2 separate regions of the Zea mays genome follow, and region 2 is linked to region 1. Evidence: chromatin contacts called from public Hi-C data. All regions are on one chromosome and are shown on one strand. The core of a region is the stretch at or near the end of the contact, and the rest is flanking DNA. Distances in the headings are between cores, read along the strand shown. Region 1 has its middle 71 kb from the start of LOC103629915. Region 2 holds the start of LOC100273706.

The links. A called contact is a pair of places that touch in the nucleus more often than the background predicts.
Region 2: a contact with region 1 is called in a Hi-C map of leaf, with 7 times the contacts expected there. The contact joins the promoter of LOC100273706 here to the enhancer-like site in region 1. A contact is called at or near these places in 3 of 25 Hi-C or Micro-C datasets (bundle sheath, endosperm and leaf).

Annotation. Positions count from the first base shown.
Region 1 is chr5:130,064,968-130,071,295 of Zm-B73-REFERENCE-NAM-5.0, reverse strand. No RefSeq gene overlaps it. Among protein-coding and RNA genes, the nearest start is that of LOC103629915, 71 kb to the right of the region's middle. Within about 2 kb of position 2,120, at least 16 of the 20 cell types and tissues checked have an H3K27ac peak or open chromatin away from gene starts, as enhancers often do. A contact at or near this core is called in bundle sheath and leaf, where this site is marked.
Region 2 is chr5:130,299,070-130,305,146 of Zm-B73-REFERENCE-NAM-5.0, reverse strand. It overlaps LOC100273706, which reads right to left and starts at 3,674. Exons shown (of 5, transcript NM_001148118.2): 1 at 3,520-3,674; 2 at 3,054-3,090; 3 at 2,387-2,765; 4 at 2,118-2,237; 5 at 856-1,319. The coding sequence starts at 3,562. The coding sequence ends at 1,113.

The DNA.
Region 1 (6,328 bases), core at 871-3,370:
AACAAGGAGGCTCCTGATGAAGGTGGGGTCAAGGTTGTCAACTGCATAAGATATTGTTTCAAATTTTCAAAGGCCTTTTATTGGACTAGCCCCCATTGAAAGACTTCGGCTAACTTTAGCACTTCGAAGAATGGCAGGTTCCTTTCTGCTGATCTTGAAATAAACCTATTTAATGATGCCAGCCTACCTGTCAATCTTTGAGCACCTTTTCTTGACTTTGGTGGTTCCATCCGAAGTATAGCTTCTATTTTGTTTGGGTTAGCTTCAATCCCCTTTGTTGATACTAGACGTCCAAGGAAATTTCCTTTCTTTACCCCGAAGACGCATTTTTCTTGGTTTAACTTGAGGCCAGCTTTTCTGAAATTGAAAAATGTTTCTTGCAAATTAGCAATGTGATTTTCTTGATTCGTACTTTTGACTATGATATCATCAACATATGTCAAAACATTCCTCCCAATTTGAGTGCAGAGAACTTTGGAAGTCATCATGCTGAAGCTTCCTCCAGCATTCTTGAGCCCCTAAGGCATTTCAAGGTAGCAATAAGTTCCACTAGGGGTTATGAAGCTTGTTTTGGGCTCATCTTTTTTCCTTCATCCAAATCTGATGATAACCTGAGTAACAGTCGAGCAGGCTCATAAGCTCCGAAGTGGCTGCCGCATCTATGAGTGAGTCCATTCTTGGCAAGGAAAATCCATCCTTCGGACATGCCTTGTTGAGATTTGTGAAATCAATGCACATTATCCACTTTCCATTGGCCTTCTTCACCATCACAATGTTGGCTAGCCATTTGTAACACCCAAAATCCTATTTTGAGGTTTATAAGGATTATTGCCAAAAATAAAGTTTGAGATAAAATGTCTTTTAATAGATTCCTTTTTTCTTTATAAAGTACATCTCTCCAAAGTTATATGAAGAGTTGGTATTCAAAACTTAGATCCAAAATTTTAAACTAACATTTTGGAACACAGAATAAAAGTAAGACTTTCAATCTATTTATTACTCCCTTTCTAAGCTATAAAGCACTCTTTATAAATATTTTAATAACACTTGGTAAGATTTTATATCAACTTATTCTAAATTAAATAAGTAATAAATGTTCGAATGTATTTTTCAATATTGATACACTCAAGAAGTAATATTTTTTTCTAAAAAATGAATAATGTATGAATTGTCCCTTATTGAGTTACATGTTTCAAAGCATGGATAAAATAATTAATGTATGTAAAGTAAACTCTGCATCCATGTTGAAGTTTTGATTATGTATTTAACGTGAGTTTGAAGTACAAAAGTGATCTAAATCTAAGATTAAATTCAAAATTTAGTTTTGGAAATTATTGGGGGAATAAGAAAACATAAAAAGAAAGAAAAAAAAGAAGACCTACACTACCTTGGCTGAATTCCCTCCCTGGCCCATTTACTACTCTTCTGTACCAGCCTGCTCAGCTTCCGTGCCGACATGTGGGGCCCACCCATCATAGGCCGCTCCCGCCACATCTACACTGGACGCACGCCGTGACACCGGCCATTGGGCCCGCACCGTCAGCGTCAACCTCAAACCCACCAATGTCGGGATCTGTCGCAAACGCATGCCGTGGTTCCCGCGTTGCTCTGCTACCGGTCTTGCGGATTCCTTGGCCCCGACAGATAACTACTGAGCACAGCACCCCCTAGTTGTCTTCATCACGGGAGAGCACCATGAACCAAGGGCTCACGTAGAGAGAGAACAGAGAGGGTCCCGACCACCGCCACCGTCGCTAGTTGAGCACAGCGTAGATTGGTGACTTACGTGCGATGTGGGAGGTGTGCTAGGAGGTGGTGAACATGGGGAACTACATCGCTGAGCGCAGGAGACTGTGAAGGCATGGCGATTTCTCGCCGGATCTTCTCCACCGCCGCTGTGCCGCATGATGCCGTGTCTAGGAATTGTCGACTCCTCACCCGCCGGTACGTCACCCTGATCTAGTCTGCTGGGTTCACCACTACGCATGAGATGGGGCATTGCTATGCGAAATCGCAACGCTCCGACATACCCTCCGCCGTGCTTGCGGGGCGGCGCTGCCTGGGAGGCATCGTGGGAAGGAGGAGAGCGCGGTGGCCGTCCGCCCTTGATTGACGGTCTGGATTAAATATGAGGGTACCATGTCAGTGTTCAAAGCAGGTGCGTTGGATTCGAATCGGAGGATCATGGGTGGATCTCGTTTTAATTAAATCCTCACCGCAAATCTCACAATCAACGGCCGATAGCGCAACCGGTTCACTTGGATGAATGGTCTAATCTGTGCCGATGATTTAGATCTGAGCGGCCCATAATAAATCATACCCCTTCGCCGCACGCCTCTTTACATAAAAGCCCTTGAGGAACTCAAATACTAATCCACCGTCCATGGCTATAATGGAATCCTTACATTTAGGTCCCAGAATTTTGTAAAATAGCCCCTAACTTTATAAAGGAATTCTAGAAATTGATTTATAATATAAAAATAAATACAAAGGGTTAAAAAATCTCTTTCGCGTTTTAACTCCGATTTAACCCGTTCAAGTTGCATTAGCTTCGTAATAAAATTGTCTACGCAGTGGCGACATTATTTGTACCATAAAGCATATTTTTATAAATAAATATTGGTTTAGCCTATGATTAGTAGTTTAATCCTCTTGACCAAAGTTAATCTGGTCCATGATGATAATTTGACTAAGATATTGTTGGGGGCCTTCGTCTCCCGAAGGTCCTCAAAAACATGATTTAACAATGTTTCCCAAGTGTAATATATGAATAGGCACCTTCGGACTCGGGTTAAAATCGTACACGATGTGGAAAGCATGGTCGAGACGAAGGTTGATGCTGCTCCGAAGCTACGCGCAAGGGAGCTTCGGCTCAGCAGTAAAAAAAGGAACCGACCTAAAGGGGAAAATGCTATCTAATCCTCGTTGGGTTGTCCATGAGTCAATAGTAAATATAAAGGGCATAAATGTAATTTTACACAGGCTGCGTCCTGTGCCTATAAATAGATGAACAGTACCCTGTACTGTTCACGCTGACTTGTACTCGCTCGTGCATCACGCTTGTACCTTTGCCTTCTGTCAAACCGAAGGTATAAATGTAATTCAATATAGTTCTTATCCATTCATGATTATATAATAAAAGATATATTAACAGTGTCATATGATTATTCATGTTATTTCTCATGTTTCATATGCTTCGTCTTTCATTGATATATGTTGTGATGATGAAGGTACGTCCTTCATGACTTTTGTTCGAAGATCGTTATGTCCTTAGGGAAATAATACTTCGAAGGACGAAGGGCATTAACCATTAACCTATTTTTGTGTTGCCTTGTTCTTAATTCATAGCATTTGAGAACAAGTCTGCAACATTGGCGCCCACCTCCGGTGTACTCACTTCCACAACCTTTGGCAAAACATCGACATTCGTCATGCCGCCGAAGAAGATAACAGCGCCAGGGGCTGCACTACAGCCACTGGACACAAACCAGGAGACTCTCTCTCTCTCCGAGAGGCTCGAAGCCAGAATTGAAAGGCCACTAGTCCAACATTCCAGGAGGAGGAGTTGGACCAGGAGATCAGGGACATGGAGATCATCCACCAACAGGTGCAAAGGAAAAAGGAGAAGATGACTCGGCTGACCGATCTTCAAAGGAAGATCGATGAAGCTACTAAGGAAGTACGTCATCTTGCTCAAGATGATCAAGACCGAAGGCCCCAACACAGGGAGCTTCATCAAGAGGGCTTGTTCAACGAAGATGGATGGTACGATGATTTTAATTATGATACCTTTACTTTTGATGATGCTTCTCCCTTGGCAGCAGAATTGCAGGCTATCCCATGGCCACAATCCTACAAGCCACCCCAGCTACCCATGTACGATGGACACTCGGACCCAAAGCAATTCTTGATGAGCTATGAGGCAACAATATCCTCATACGGAGGCAATGCAGCTGTCATGGCAAAGTCCTTCGTCATGGCAGTCCGGAACGTAGCCCAGACATGGTATTCTTCCCTTCGACCAGGGACAATCACATCGTGGCAGAAGCTCATGGACATGCTGGTTACCAGTTTCCAAGGCTTTCAAACGAAGTTAGTCACAACTCAGGCCTTGTTCCAGTGCACGTAATACCATGAGGAATACCTTCAGGCGTAGTCCGAAGGTTCTTACGACTGAGAGCACAAGCGCCCACAGTGCCCAATGAAATTGTCATTGAGGCCATGATCAAGGGTCTTCGGCCAGGACCTACGGCTCAATACTTCGCTAGGAAGCCCCCCAGACTCTGGAGAAGCTACTTCAGAAAATGGATGAGTACATTCGGGCTGACAACAATTTTCGCCAAAGAAGGGAGGAAGCTTACAGATTCTCTGAGATGACCAGGGGCTTTGGAGGAAGAATCCACCCTAGGCATGTCAGATCAATCCACAACTACAGTCAGAATGATGACAAAGGAAGCCAGCTTCAGAGGCCACAATACACCTCACAGTCTTCGGGGCAACAACAAAGCTCCTTTAGACCACCAGCTCCAAGGGGCAGAGGCGCAATGGGCTTCGGAGGAAGATATGGGGATCAGCCCAGGAAAATCTATTGCTTATTTTGTGGTGAGGACAAGGGCCATACTACAAGAATGTGCCAAATCACTATTCTGAAGCAAAAGGAGATACCAGGAGCCGAAGCTCGGCAGAATCAACCGAAGCATGTCTTGCACACTACTTCGTGCCACTCTCCCTACATACCAGAATATGTGGGCAATCATCCTACAACTTCTGTTGCTTCGGCTAGCCACTCACAGGCTTCTTGGCCTCAGCTCCCACCGCCACCACCACTGCAACCTACCTATTACCGAAGCCAGCAGCTAGAAGGGCGCCAGCACTCCCAACAGCAACGTGAATTCAGGGAGGAATCCGAAGCTCGTACAGTCAACAATATTGTGCCAGAATCAAAGCACATTTATTGAGCGATATTCTGCCTCTGAAATACTTTTATGTTCTATGTCATTTTGTTTTTGAAGGAACAAGCAATGTAAATTTAGTTTTAATTTCTTGTAATGATTTTACTTCTATCAGAATGGAATATATCTTCTTCACAGACTTACGAAGCTCAAAAATTGTCGAAGCTCAAAAGTCGTTCCTAAGGGAATGCAAAGCTAAAATTGCCGAAGCTACAAAAAGTTGTTCCTAAGGGAGCGCAGCGTAAGTTTTCTGCTCAAAAGTAATTCCAAAGGGAATGCAGAGCCAAGTACCGCCGAAATATAAGGCGAAGAAGTTCAAAAGTCGTTCCTAAGGGGATGCAGAACTTATACCGCCGAAATAGAAGGCGAAGAAGTTCAAAAGACGTTCCTAAGGGGATGCAGAACTTACACCAAAAAATAAACGGTGAACAGGGCTCCAAAGTCGTTCCTAAGGGGGTGTAGAGCTTGTGTGTTTCAGTGTGGGCGTGTGGGTGTGTGTCTTCGGCATCAACATCATTTTGCATCATCATCACATCATACATCATATCACATCAATGATACGAGAATCGAACACGGAGTTGATCTTCGGCAAATGCTTCGTAAAAATGAAAATGTGCTAAGGCACGAAGTAAGCTTCGGAAAATACAGCTTCGTCAGCCTTGTCACAAAAGAAGGGATCTATTTTTACGAAGCATGGATATTGTTACGAAGCATGGATCTTTTTCTTTACGAAGCATGAAAAAAAGGGAAGGTGTTTTTCCCTGAAGGCTCAAAAACGGTATGTATGTAAAGTTTTATGCATCGCAAAGAAATGAATTACAATAATTTATATGTTCGATTCAAAGCTATATACATCAAATATTACAGTCTTATTAAGTACAATGCCCATTCTCGTGTCTCATACATTGACCATCTCAAAATGTTTTTACAATAAGTGCTAATCCTCTTTAAGGACTTTCTCTGCAACTTCGTGTAGTAATTTGTTAACAACTTCATCAACAATGGATTCAGCCATGTTTATAATGTCTAGCGCTTCCTTCATTTCTGGATCTGCCAGGGGGTCGAATGGTTCCGGCGGCGGAGATAATTCAGCTGAAGTAGGAAAAGTTAATCAGTCCAATGACACAAAAGCAAATGCCAAAGCTAAAAGCCAGAAAGCAATACCTATACGTTTTTTGCGCTCTGCAGCTTCTTCAGCTTGCCTTGCTTCTGCTCGGGCTTCATGGGTATCCTTTTCACTTTTCTTTATAATCTCGTGAGCCATCTCACGGCCACCATTTATCCAGACATCATTGTAAAATTTTCCGCCCATCAAGGTTGCTTCAGCTGAAGGATCCTTCGTATTGTGTACGGAGAAGGCAGCTTCGGCCTGGGCC
Region 2 (6,077 bases), core at 2,425-4,924, 230 kb before region 1:
AAAAAATCTTTTGTGATCTTCTCATGTTTTAAAATTTATTTTTTCTAAAAAAAGGAAAAAAAATTCTTTCCAAAGGTAGAGAATTGTTTAAAAAGGAGGAGAGTTTTTCGACAGAGAAGTATATCTTTTTTATTAGTGGAGATTACTTCACCAAATGGGAGGACTTTCTCTAAAGGAGAAATTCTTTTGAAGGACCACAAGTTTTTGACCTTTTCTATGTGCTTAAAATCTTTTTTTTTTCTTTTTGTCATTTGATTTCAACGGGGGAGATATTGGAGGACCAAAGTAAGCCCAAAGTTTATCAAATACTAAAGCCACTATTATAATGAAATAAGACATAGTCCATTTTTCATCCATGTGCGTTTGGATGCAAATACTGATCTGTGCTAAAATCTAGAAAGATAAATTTGAATCTAGATCAACTGATGGTATTGTTTTTGGAATTCTTTTCCCTGTACATTCACGTGGCTATCATGTTCTAATTTTGGAGAGTAACAAAATAATCGAAATTTGTGAAGTTACTTCAGATGAGACAGTCTAGGAACTAATTCAAGTGTTGTAGATACAAGTTTAGATGTTGCTAACTGGAAATAGCATTTTTGCTGTTGGTGACGAGGAGCATAGAGATGAGGGGTATTGTTTCCTTCTATTCATCTACTAGAAAAAAATCCAAACGCTTACTACTACCTCACCTACAACTGAGCATCCTGAAAATGAAAGGGAGTATATACAGAAACTGGAAAATTAAAAGAAGGCCGAGCAATAAATGACGTGAAAATCGATCGATCAGCTAGCTACGCCTACGCGGCGGGCGGAATGAAGAGAGAACAAGCAAGAAGGGTTTCCAATAGCAGTGATACCAGCAACAAGACAGCAGCAGACGATTATATATGGTAAATGTGAAACCCAGCAAGCCCTTTTGTGCTGTCTTTTGTTTTGTTTCGTTTCGTTATATTAGTAGGATATGCAGAGAATGCAACGGAGCATCGTCCCCTTGGGGAGATCGGAATCGGAACAACAAGCATTCGGTGGGCGGCGGGGCGCTACGACGACGCTATGTATGTGGCTTTTGCTTGCTGGTCGATCGTCGTCGTCCTTCCTGTTGCATGCGATCAGTAGCCGTTGCCGCCGCCGCCGCCGTTGTTGTTGTTGGGTGGCGGGGGCGGCGTGGCGGAGGCGTCGGTGACCACCTCCATCATGGTTGACTGCTGGTCGGCCTTGCGCCTGCGTGCCTCCATGATCTGCTTGGTGTTCTTGTAGAACATGGCGTACAGGCCCAGCTGACCCAGCGCGAACAGCACGCCCAGCCCGTTGGGGATCTGCATATGCGAGATCATATCGTTGACGATCATTATACGTACGTACGTTTAGAAAGAAAGAAAGAAAGAAAGAAAGAAAGAAAACAGCAGAGCTGAGGCTGTATAGCTAGCTAGGATCCAAGAACCAGCTGTAATTGGCCGCCGAGTACAAGTGTACTGCTGGTAGCTAGCCTGCTGATAGCTGATGACCCAAGGGATATATTTGTACTGGTGTACGTATGCAAATGCATTTGATGAATCCAAGCTGATGGCGCTGCTGCTGCCGGCATTGGGAGTATCGACCACCACACCAGGTAGCTGCGGGCGGACGCCAACGCGACGGCGCCAGAACGGAGCCGGCACCCTGTACGTCCAGACCGGCCGGATAGAGAATGGTGGACGGTGGAGTCGTCATGTCATCAAGTGCATGCATCCAACACGGCTTGTGTCGTAGGTGTAGTTGGACTTGGACTAGAGGTGGCTGCAGGGGCTAGCTCTCGCTAGGGCGAATGGGAATGATTGGCACTGTTCAGTTACGTTGTTCTCCGATGGCGACGTTGCTATCAAGTATCAACCGACGACGACCCCAACGCCCAAGCACACTACATGTATTACTAAAAGACTGGTCTCTCTCGTTTACTACGGTTGCCACCTGCTAACTGAAGCATGCATGCCCTGACTTGTTACTGCCAGATTCCCACTGATGATGTAGTAGTAGCTACAGCGGCTCGGGGTAGTTCGAATGCATACTAGGTGTTTAAACAAAAATGAATGTAAAATTTATCCAACACACACGTTATACTAGTAATAGTCGCTTACGGTGATGTAGAGGTCGAAGCGGATGAGCGCGTAGGCGGTCCAGCAGATGCTGTTGGCGAGGGAGGCCAGGGACAGGAACAGGGGCATGTATTCCACGCTCTTTGTCTGGATCACCAATTTCTGATCAACCATATACAAAAAAAGAGACACACACAGCAGATCAGAGACACCAAGTAAGTAAGTAAGTAAGAAAACAAACAAACATTACCTTCGTGTCATATCATAGAGAGAAAGAATCAACGACATGTATGTGAAAACAACGTACGTACCATGACCGAGAGCGGCGCAGCGTACATGCCGGTGCCGAAGAAGACGGAGACGATGCCGACGAGCATGGACCTGCGCTCGTGCGTGTGCGCCAGGGTGAGCACCAGCGCGGCCAAGGCGACGACGAAGGCGACCTCGGCGGCGAACAGGAGCACGACCCTGCGGCGCACCGCCCCCGCGGAGCAGAGGATGAAGAGCGCCACGTAGGTCAGCTGGATGAGCATGCCGGTGCCGTTGATGGTCACCACCAGCATGCTGTGCGGGTGCACCAGCGGCAGCCCGTACAGCACCCACATCATGCAGTTCAGCAGCGTCGCCACGTACGGGATCGGCGAGTACTGCTCCACCGCACGCTTCTTCCAGATGCCCACGAAGGTGGGCCTGCGGGGCGCATTTGTACGCATATATGAGCTACTAGTATGCATGTATGTATCCATAAGCAGAGCACAGTACGTAGTGTTTGTTTGTTTGTTTGCGCGAAAAGTCAACTGTCAAGTTCGTGACATCAGTTTTTCTTCTTGGTTTGATGCTCTGCTTTTTTTAAATTTATCCATTGATTTCTTTATAAGGAGAAAGCTGGATTGCGTAGTACTAGTTTTTATTATTTTTTTATTATTTTGATTTGTAGATAAAAAATAACAAGCAGAAGCAGAATCGATAAATTCTTACACCGGGGAGAGGAAGAGCACAAGGGCGGTGCCATTGCCTGCAGCAACACCAACGCAATTAAGTTAATGATGTACATATAAGCTAGCTTACTCCATTTTACAAAAAAAAAAATATGACACCGTTGATTTTTTTCGAAACATTGATAACTCGTCTTATTTAAAATATTAATTCAAAAATGTAAAATTTTAAGTTAAGAACAAATTACCTTAAATAATAAAATAAATAAAAAATATGATAACTCATTATTTTTTAAACAAGAGGAATAGTTAAAAAAATTTAAAAAATCAACGGTGATAGTAAAACAGCAAACTGAGGAGGAGAACGTGGAACAAAAAAAAAAGACATGTAAAACAGCAGGCGCCACCGCGCGTGATCGGCCGGAGGATATGCTCGTCATGCATGCGTACGGCGTATGCTGTTCGTCAAAGTTGACAACAATAATGAAATGGACGACCAGGGGACTCACCGATGACGCCGATAGCCGTACGGATGGTATCCGCCGAGACCATGGTCGGGGAGGGCGCGAGCTTCTCTTGGATCCGACGAAGAGTCTGTGCCCGGCGCCTTTGGTCGGTCGTGGACAGCAGGAGAGAGAGCGAGAGCGAGAGCGATGTACGAGAAATGTATCGGGCGGGAGGAAGAAAACAGGGCGCCCAAGGGCCCCCTTAAATAGAGGGAGGACGCAGCACACAAGACCCTTTCTTTCTACAGCGCCGCCTCTCTCTGTCGAGTCGCTGCACACAACACATGACACCACCAGGTCCGTCCGCGTCCACCACAAGTCCACAGCCACAGGCATTTCTTTCTGACTCTGTAGCTGTGGCGTCTCCTCCTCTGTAACTGACCTCTCTATATATCGCTAACGTGCTGGACCCAGCCCAGGGACGAAATGTGGACCGCTCGCTAGCTACCTTTTGATCTCGCTTTTCCTCTTCTCTCGGTTCCCACCCCCCTTTTTTTGTTTATTTATTCCTTCTACTCTATTATATATCTGTTTAATTACTTCTCTGATCATGTTGTCTCGGCGAAGCTTCGCCGCGTATGTGTGTCGTGTAAATCTGGTGGATGATACGGCTACGTATAATCGATCTTTGCTGCACTCGAGTAGGATAGGATGTCGGGCTATCTTCTTCATCAGATCACTCATTTCTATTTTTTATATTTTAAACTCTATCATTACCGAAAACTGTTGTTTTGTCGAGTGTCTGAAGCAATCCGTAAAACCTGAAAAACATTCAACGAAGACTTTGCTAAATATAACACTCGCAAAAAAAATGTTGTACCAGCAACGATTTTTTTACTGAGTACTTTTTATCCATCATACTCGGTAAAAAAAACTAAAAAATAATCAGAAAAGAACCAGATTCGGATAGTGTGTCTACAGCCTGCATTGAGATGGCTAGTCCCACGACGTTGATTGGATGGGGCCAAAAAGGCGAAGGGATTGCTACGTACAGCAGTTACACATCATCATTACTCTCCAACCTCTTAACTCTTAAGCAATAGTATACGTACGTAGTAGCTGCAACGTACCCATGGTTTACGTATGCGTGGACCAGCTTCCATAGTTGACTTTTTGGCCTATCGTTTCTGCTATCTTTTTGTTTCGTTTTCTTTTTTTTTTGGGTCCTTCGGTATATAGCTGTCTGCAGAGACCCAACAGACGCGTCCACGGTTCAAAACTATTTTATTCAGATCATATCTACATTGGATAATAATAATAATAATAAATCTTCGGTCACCACGCCTCTAATTTATTTATAGCATATAATCGGCTATTCCATCTCTCCATCTACAAATAAAAGTCTTACGACAGTCACAGTAACAAAGACAAGGGTAATGTGGTGTCCCATAAAAATGGTAGGCATCAATTAGATGGTGGAGTGGGAAGGGGCGGATTAGGGCAATAATAATTAAGTATATTTTATGGAAAGTTACAGTGCTGGGTGGAGGGAGCATGACTAGTATCACCTTGAACTTGAAGAATATTGAAAATAATAAGGATAATGCTATTTATGTATCAACATATTTCTTCAAAAAAAATTATCAGTTTTTAAATCATCGAATGCAAAAAGTATATATGGGGCCTATAGATCGCTCTCCTCTTATCTTTTTCTTACCCCAAAACTTATATTTATATTAATTATCCATAATCGTAGTCGTAGGCCGTAGCACGTATTGATGGATTTTTTGGAACAAATTTGTTGATAGATAAATAGCACATTCCAAATAACACGTTTCAAATGGTTTTCCCGTCCCACCTCGGTGCCGTGCTCTGTGAGCCCCACACCCAACGCCCACGCCTCTCACCTACTGTCTTGTGGACCCCAGCGCACATGCAGCTAGCTACTGCCCTTGCCTATCACCCGATCCCGCTACCACATCGCGCAAAAAATAGTACAAAGCGAGCACTCCAACCCCATGCCCCCCTACTCCATAAATTTGGGGCTAACCACCAGATGACACTTACCCCAGTGTTTAGAAATAAACAATAATTATAATTGAATTGATATCTCAATACATATTTATATGATATATAACAATCGTAGCAATAAAACACGGGCAATTGGCTAGTGTGTGTATGTATGTATGTACACACACTAGTATATAGCGTCTGTTAATGCTGCGATCCTGTGGAAAGGAGGGGTCGACGATGGAAGCAACACGATGGGAAGGGTTGCTGGTCTGGCGGAAGCGACACGAGCGAGGAGGAGAGGGCGGCGAGGACGCGGGAGACTGGGGAGGGGAGGCTGGGGGTGACACAGCCACGTTTGATGGGGGATGAAGGATAAGTGATAAGGGATGATCCAAATAATATTGTTCATTGGATTTAAGTATGAGGGGGTTATCCAGCGATCTGAACCGTTGGTTTTAATACTATGTTATGTCTTGGTGCAATTTGTTTGGTGGATTTACTGGAGGTTATGGGTGTGGGGTGATTTGGTTTGGCGGGTTTTGCAAAGTTTAAACTGGTGGATTATATAGTGGCATATATGTATGTACATAATTCGATGGATTAGGGCC